2 separate regions of the Zea mays genome follow, and region 2 is linked to region 1. A link is a contact called in public Hi-C data. All regions are on one chromosome and are shown on one strand. The core of a region is the stretch at or near the end of the contact, and the rest is flanking DNA. Distances in the headings are between cores, read along the strand shown. Region 1 holds the start of LOC542469 (30S ribosomal protein S17, chloroplastic-like). Region 2 holds the start of LOC100273738 (MYB transcription factor).

Evidence for each region. Hi-C and Micro-C count contacts between places; a contact is called where the count stands out from the background.
Region 2: a Hi-C map of ear shows a contact between it and region 1, with 2.2 times the contacts expected there. The contact joins the promoter of LOC100273738 here to the promoter of LOC542469 in region 1. A contact is called at or near these places in 2 of 25 Hi-C or Micro-C datasets (bundle sheath and ear).

Annotation. Positions count from the first base shown.
Region 1 is chr8:174,200,042-174,203,924 of Zm-B73-REFERENCE-NAM-5.0, forward strand. LOC542469 (30S ribosomal protein S17, chloroplastic-like) reads left to right here and starts at 2,220. Exons shown (of 1, transcript NM_001112024.4): 1 at 2,220-2,955. The coding sequence starts at 2,345. The coding sequence ends at 2,743. It overlaps LOC103636486 (a long non-coding RNA gene), which reads right to left and starts at 1,700. Exons shown (of 9, transcript XR_558042.3): 1 at 1,329-1,700.
Region 2 is chr8:174,519,989-174,523,871 of Zm-B73-REFERENCE-NAM-5.0, forward strand. LOC100273738 (MYB transcription factor) reads left to right here and starts at 1,809. Exons shown (of 2, transcript NM_001148147.2): 1 at 1,809-2,311; 2 at 2,519-3,883. The coding sequence starts at 1,852. The coding sequence ends at 3,264.

The sequences.
Region 1 (3,883 bases), core at 970-3,469:
ATACTTGTAACTGATTGAGTCAGATTCGAGCCAAACAACCCAATGGCTGCTCCTCGAAACAACCCAGGGCGAGATAGGGGATAAATTGAGAGGTGTGTCCGCTCAATGGCTCCATTTCCTTACTCGCATACCTAACATTGACTTGAATAAAACTACATCCATTTCCCTGCTCGCTGCAACCTGAAAACCACACTCCTCCACATCGACTTGAATAGCACCCTCCAAAGCTCCCAACTTCAGTTTGCATCCGGTTCACCACAATTCCTAATTCTGCTTACTCGCTCTACTGATTAGAGAAGGTCTGGTTTCATAAACAATAAATATAGAACACAAGCAAGTAGAATAGGAAAATTCAGAAAGCGTAGTGGAGGTAGTGGAGATTGCAAGATTCAGAGAATCCATTTTAGGCTTGTGCTTTCAAGCGCCATGGTTCTTAGCTTCAAGCAAGAAAATTAAATTCTTTGTTTGGCAATTTTCCAATAACAAATTTGAAGTAGCACAAACTCTAATCAGTAGTCAGGTACAGACAGAAAGCTTATTTTTAGTTTTCATATCAACTATTTTATTTTTCTTTTTGTCAAGATCACTTAGGCGATGTTGCTGAAATATTTTCAATGACATCTTAGGTGTCATATTTAGACAAATTTCTGAATCTTGATATCTGTCATGCATTAAAATCCTTATAGTTTAGGTATAGAGCAGGAAAAATGAACTACTTGGTGGGGTGCTTGGCCTACTTGAAAGTTGAAACCCTACTGCTTGTTCTCTCTGTAAAACCTTTTTAAATCAGCCTTGGTAGCTGATTAATGGTTTTCCCTATAATTCTGAAATTATAGCAACAGATGAAAGTTCACAACTTTATTTTTAATCAGCAAGGCTGCTATCTTACTTAACTAAATAAACAAGTGTACTTGCTAAAACAACCAATGCCGAAAATTTAGATAGTGTAATTGTTCTTGCAGTCTGGATGCCCCCTCATACATATCTAAATTTTATAAACTCCAAGTTGTTCTGCTCATAGCATGGGGCATGGCCAAGAACAGAAACATGCAAGCTCAGCCAAAAAAATCCTGTTAAACTTCGCAAATTACCAAGCTGTTCTACTGCTCGTTCAAAAGTGTCGCTAGATGACTTTTGCAATCAAAGTGACCCCAATCAAAAAGAACTATCTACTGCTCGTTCACAGAGTCAAGAGCGACATGCTGTTCACAGGCTCAAACTCCAAAAGAATAATTTCAGTAGAACCAGGCACAATTAAATTTCTAGGTTATGCAGTTGCTCTTGACTTGGACAATAATTTCAGATTTATTAGAAGGGATTGGACGTACCTTCTTTGTAGCGGGGGCTCCTTCTTCGTAGCCGGCAGCGGCACACCTCCGATGTGCACGGACACAGAGTGCGCGCGGAGAGAGGAAGGGGCAGATGTGGTGTGCAGAGTGAGGGGGAGCGGAGGCAGGTAGGCAAAAATAGAAGCGGTGGCCTGAGATCTTTGAGGGAGGGGAACGTATCTAGTGCTCATGTGCACATTTTAAATCTGGTGCATCCATCTTGCATTCAACGGCACCAGCTAATTTTACGAAGAACCCCTTCCACCAGGGGAGGAAGGTGGAAGGGGTGCTTCACAAAATTGGTGCTGCTGTTAGATGTAAGATGGATGCACCAGATTTAAAATGTGCACATGAGCACCGTACCCCTTTGAGCACCAGATACGTTCCCTTGAGGGAGAGGATTCCCCCGCAATCAACGCCATCCGGATGGAAGATTTGCCAACGCCATTAGAGGGAGTCGCTGCGGGGCTAGCCGTCGATGGAAGGGGCGCCATAGAAGGAAGCCGCGACTGCTTGATTTTTGGATGGAAGGAATCCTCTGCTGCTCGATTCGAGGATGGAAGGGAGCCTCCGCGGGCGGGATTCGTCGCTGCGGGAGCTGCGGGCGGGATTCGTCGGTGCGGGCGGGATCTGCGAGCGGGATTCGTCGCGCTGCTGCGGAGGCGGGGCTGCAGCTGCGGGCGGGATTCGTCGCTGCGGGAGTGCGGGCGGGATTCGTCGCGCTGCTGCGGAGGATGAGCACGGTTTACGGAGGGAGGCAGGGGGAGCGCGCGCGACAGCAGAATCACGGCAGAACCGTGCACCATAGCGAAAAGTGGATGTCTACGTTACTAACATAAATATAGGAGTAGAAAAAAACAGATGGTCCAAACGCGAGCGAGAGAGACCAACAGAACAAAGGAAACGCCGGCACCAGAGCGCTACAATATAACCCCAACACAACACAAACAAACTAACCTTATCGGTCTATCTATCCTTCTATCCCCATTCCCATCCCGAGACAGGAGAAGGCAAGGATGCTGCTCCTGAGCTCCCCCTTCGTGTCCGTGTCGCCGCCGCCGCCGCCGCTCAGCTCCCATGGCGCTCGCCCGGCGCTGCGGATCGAGGCGGCCAGGCAGCTGACGGGGCGGGTGGTGACGACCAAGGCGGACAAGACGGTCGGGGTGGAGGTGGTGCGCCTGGCTCCACACCCCAAGTACAAGCGCCGGGAGCGCATCAAGAAGAAGTACCAGGCGCACGACCCCGACAACCAGTTCAAGGTCGGCGACGTCGTCGAGCTCCAACCCTCCCGTCCCATCTCCAAGACCAAGCACTTCCTCGCCATCCCGCTCCCGCCCCGCGACACTCGCCGCAAGTCTCAGCTCCTACCGCCGCTCCAGTCCGACGACGACCAGGAGCCGTCCTCGCGAGAGTGATTGATTGTGATTGATTGCTGCCTGTCTATGGCTTCGTCGTAAGCTCCTCTCCATCAGAGGTGCTGCTTCCCAATTCCAAATGCGAATCCATGTGTGTTTTTGTCAGACTATTTCCTTTTTCTTTTCGATCAAAGGCTTTAGCCCAATTTCATCCGAAATAGCTGTTGCCCTTGTTGGAACTGATCCATGGATATAGCTGCATATTCCCATTCTGATGTCGTGTGTTCTATTGAAATGCTTATTTTGCCTAATATACTTAATTTATATTTTTTGAGAAATCGGTTAATCGCTAAAGATGCATGTGTTAGGGTTTAGGGTAAACCCAAATAAATAAATGACCTGTATCTTATTAAGGGCATGTTCATTTCACCCCCAATCCATAAATGTGTTCGTTGGTGAGATGTGGGCCATCCAGCCAGTCCAATATCTAGCCACGAGCCATTTGTTTCGTTGTGTAGAAGAACTCATGTGGGTACAAATCCAAGCAAGCACTCAACATTAAGGGTCTCTTCGTTTTAATCAGTAACATTGATGTGTTTTTCATCGTTGTATTTGAACCGAAGTTCTTTATAGCCATGATTTACCATGAACCTTTACCCACAAATGGCATGTTATGTCAAAAGAGCCCATTCTTTGGGCATAAGAAGATAAGTTTTCACTTATGTCAAACTGGCCATAAGTGACTTCATGTTAGTAAGTAATTAAGCATTAAGTAATGTTTCAGTACTTCTTATGACTGAGTTGAGAAATAAGTTTCTCTGTTGTATGCTTCTGCCATTAAGTTAAGATGGTGATCATCTAAGCATTGACTCTGATAATGTCACTTTTGCTTGAGACTTGATAACTTTTTCATTAAGATAATGGATCATGGCTATATATTGACCAACATTGTTTATAGCCATGTGTCTATGATTGACTATTGCAGGCGTCAAGTCATATTGTCTTAAGCATTTATGATTATGTTTAAGTGATTTTTAAAGTTGAAGTGTTATTGTTGGAATTGAATAAGTGCCTTAATTGAATGTCAGCCTTCTATAAGCATAAGATATAGCACATCGATATATTTCGATCAACGTTTATGTCAAGGTGTTGTTCATAAAAGGTTTTTTTGTATATTTGTTAAGTTCTTCATTTTCTACC
Region 2 (3,883 bases), core at 559-3,058, 320 kb after region 1:
CTTGAGCGGGGCGAGGCTGCGGCTACGGAGCGGTGGCGCTGGCGTCTGCGTGTTTTTGTTTAATCTGCTGGCACCGCAGCCCGCCTCCGTCCTCCGCCTCACCATACCAGTAAGGCAGTACCTCCGCCTAGTGAAACTCTCTTCCCTCCCTCCCCACTGTCCACACTCCACACTTCTTGTCCTCTCCCCTACCTCTCGTCGACCGCGTGCCTGGCAAGGCTCTCATTTATCCATATGCTCGCCGCGCCGACTCGTGGGCGGTCTCGGTACCCAGAGCTTAGAGGTCGGACCTTTCAGACGCGGAACGTCGCGGGATTGAGTTCGACGCTTGAGGCAGTGATGGCGAGCGAGGACCTGCTGCCGCTGGGCGCAATGACTTGAGGGCACTGAGGTTGGTTCTTGGTTGTGGCTTGGGTGAGAGCGATGACGGCTGGCGCCTAGGATCTGGCAGGACGACTGCTATGGGCTGGCGCATGCGCCGCTGATTTGCCGAAGGCCGAAGCACGGCCACACGACCGTGTTGGTCGAGCAGAGCCTACGCCAGTGCCGACGACGATAGCTGAGGATGGAGTTATGTCGGTTTTTTCTGGAAGGATCCCGTATGGTATGACCGTGTCGCCGTAAATGAAACAGGCTCGTGAACGTTTGATGCATATGGTATGACTGACGAAGAAAGGGACGACGTGGACTAACGTGGAGAGAGTTTTGCTCCCACGGTTAATATATAGATTTTCAGTTTTGTTTTTCGGTTAATTCAGTTTTCTGAGGTCTAGAACCTAAATTATTTTGATGATTTTGGTTTTCTCAAACATAGAACCGAAATTTCTAAGGATTAATTCGGTTTCGGTTTATTTTGCATAGGCCTAAGCCTTGTAGTAGAAAAGACACACTCTCTATGTAAATATACTTATTCCATCTTTGAATAAATTGACTAGCAATTTTAGAACACGTTAGTATTGTTAGACAAAATATTATACTACTTTTTTTATCAAGTGGAGTAGTTACACAATGGTCGGTGGTTGTCCTGATATCATACTAATTATAACATTTGTTACACATATTTGCTTTTGCTTTTGGCTGGATTCTTGGGCTATTCGTTAGAGAGAGTAGGAAAAAAAGGATGGTGATCCAAGAAAGCCGACTAATCATAAAGATAGCAAGTGAAGTAATGAGTAGGTCGTTTGTGTGGTGTCCGAGAGACCGTCGTATTTCTGGTTGAAGGGTACTTTGGGTGCATGTCTGTAGTTGGCTGCCGCTCAAGTGCTTGAATATCATTTTGGTCATCTAGGTTTATCTGGCGTGTTAGCTTGTAGCTGCTCACTGGCCCGTCGCCGTTGTATATAAGCTCTGCTTAAAAACTATGGTTTCGCCTGGACTGATGTTAGTGGAGGATGATCCTTGCTTATCTAGCATGATAGTATGTAGGAGTTAGTTCCACTAGGTGCTCTTTTGGTGATGGGTTATATCTCATCGTTTCGGATTGTAATGTCATTTATCCTATTTCCTAATGAAATAGGGGCTCTGCCCCTTCATAAAAAAAATATTTAAACATTTAAGTGCAGAAACTCAATATTGGATTAGAGACGAAATGAATATAGTAGATGCAAGGAGATTTTTTCGAATAATCTAATAGACCATTACAAATCTAGATATTGATTTGTTCGTACTTGAGATATGAATCAATTTACTCAGAGAAACAGGGCTTCAAGCAGCACTGATAAAAAAGATTGTCCAGGAAAGAGAAACGATTGACCAGTGGGACCTACATGTCACCTTCGCCGAAATGAAGCAGCACTCCTCCGGAACATCGCTCTACCATCTAGCGGCAGAGACCAAAGTGCCCATCGCACCATGTCGGCCGCCGAAACCGCTGTTTCTCCGACGACGACGCCGCAGCCGCAGCTGCAATCGGATCCGAACGCCGCCGCCGACGCGGCCAGTTCCAATTCTCTCTGGGTGGCCGACGAGACGCAAACCCTAACCGAGGTCCTGCTCCAACCCCAACCAAACCACCTGTCGCCTCCTCCTTCTGGTGAAGGGGACGACGGGATCACTGCCTCCGGTGCTCCTGTTGGTGGGGACGCCGCGGCATCTGCTTCTGCTGCGGCGGCGGCTAACGCGACGATAGAAGAGCGGGTGAGGGGGCCGTGGTCCCCAGAGGAGGACGCGGTGCTGAGCAACCTCGTGGAGAAGTTCGGGGCGCGGAACTGGACGCTGATCGCGCGTGGCATCCCGGGCCGCTCCGGCAAGTCCTGCCGCCTGCGCTGGTGCAATCAGCTCGACCCCCAAGTCAAGCGCAAGCCTTTCACTGGTACCGCCCTTTTCAATCTTTACTTACATTGCTATTTTGAGCCCATGATAAATGTATCAAAACCTAAGCTTGGCCTCACATATGCAGTATCTATGTGATATGTTGATCTCTGGTTACCTATATGGATTTGATGCATTCTGTCATTCATGCGGATCTTATATGCGTATATGTCTTGCTTTTTTTTGTTACCTTTGGCTTTGGCTGCAGAAGAGGAGGACCGCATTATAATGGCAGCTCATGCTGTCCATGGGAACAAGTGGGCATCTATCGCAAAGCTTTTGGATGGGAGAACAGACAATGCCATCAAGAATCACTGGAATTCCACCCTGAGGCGTCGCTACTGCAATGATGGCCAATGCAAGCATGGTGGTTCTGTGGAGCGAAGTATCCCAAAGGTGTCCAGGGAAGTTTCAGAAGAACCTTGGCCTTTAAACGATCTTAATTCCTTCACCGCTATGGATGTAAAGGATGATCCTGTGCAAACAGCTCCAGATACTTCTCCTCGGGCAAGGCACATCACAGATCATTGTTCTATTACTCAAGTCGTTGATCCACCATACCTGTCCCGACCAGCGGCAAAGATTGGTGCTTTCAGACCATATTATCTAGGACACACGGAACCTACCCAACAAGAAATGCCAGGTGCTGTCGTCATGTTTGACTCAACTCATAAAGTCTCGACTCCTGAAAGCGAGGTATTCAAGTTTGTTGATCCTATATGCTTTGCTGCTGAGGTGCCAGACAAATGTGGGTATGGTTGCTGCGGTGCTCATGAGCAGCATCGTAAGAACTCATTGCTGGGTCCTGAGTTCAGTGAGTTTGAAGGTCATCCACCTGTTTTAAATATTAGCTTTGCTTCATTGGTATCAGAAATTAGCAGCATTGCCTGGATGAGAAGTGGTATGCAAAGCAGTGATTCCAGCAACTTGATGCAATCAATTCCACCAACCTGACAAAGTAGGAATCTTTTGTCAGTGGCGGATCCAGAAACAGATCAAATGAGGGGCTAAATTATGGATTGGGGAGGCTGGAGATGGCTGCAATGCGAATGAATGGAACCACCATGTAAATAATGTGCGAATTACAAACGCGTGTGGGTTGCTGTGTGCCGTGCACATGGGTGATGAACTGATGGACCTGCATTGTGCTGTTATGCGCCTGCATCTTGTAATCGTGGGCCTTCTTCGTATTACTATGCTGAAATCACTACATGGTACTAAGTGTTACTTAGGCTGCTGGACCGGGGCTGCAGCCCCGCCAGCCCTGGTCCTGGATCCACCCCTGCTTATGAACTTGCATGCTGGAGTATTCTGTAGTTGTTTGCTATATTCAGACATAGTGATGTCAGGTCATTAATTACAATCCTGGGGCTCACTGTCAATAGGTGACGATGCATTTTCTTTTGCAAGCATTAATTTATATTTATTTCGGTGTTTCCACCTTAATATAATTCTATGTTAGCCTAAAGTAGATATTGTACTGTACCGTGTGTAGCTGTGCTGCTTAAGGTATTGGCCGTGTTTATTTCATTGTAGAAAAACACATGCTATCTATTTGATGTTTGTAGTTGTC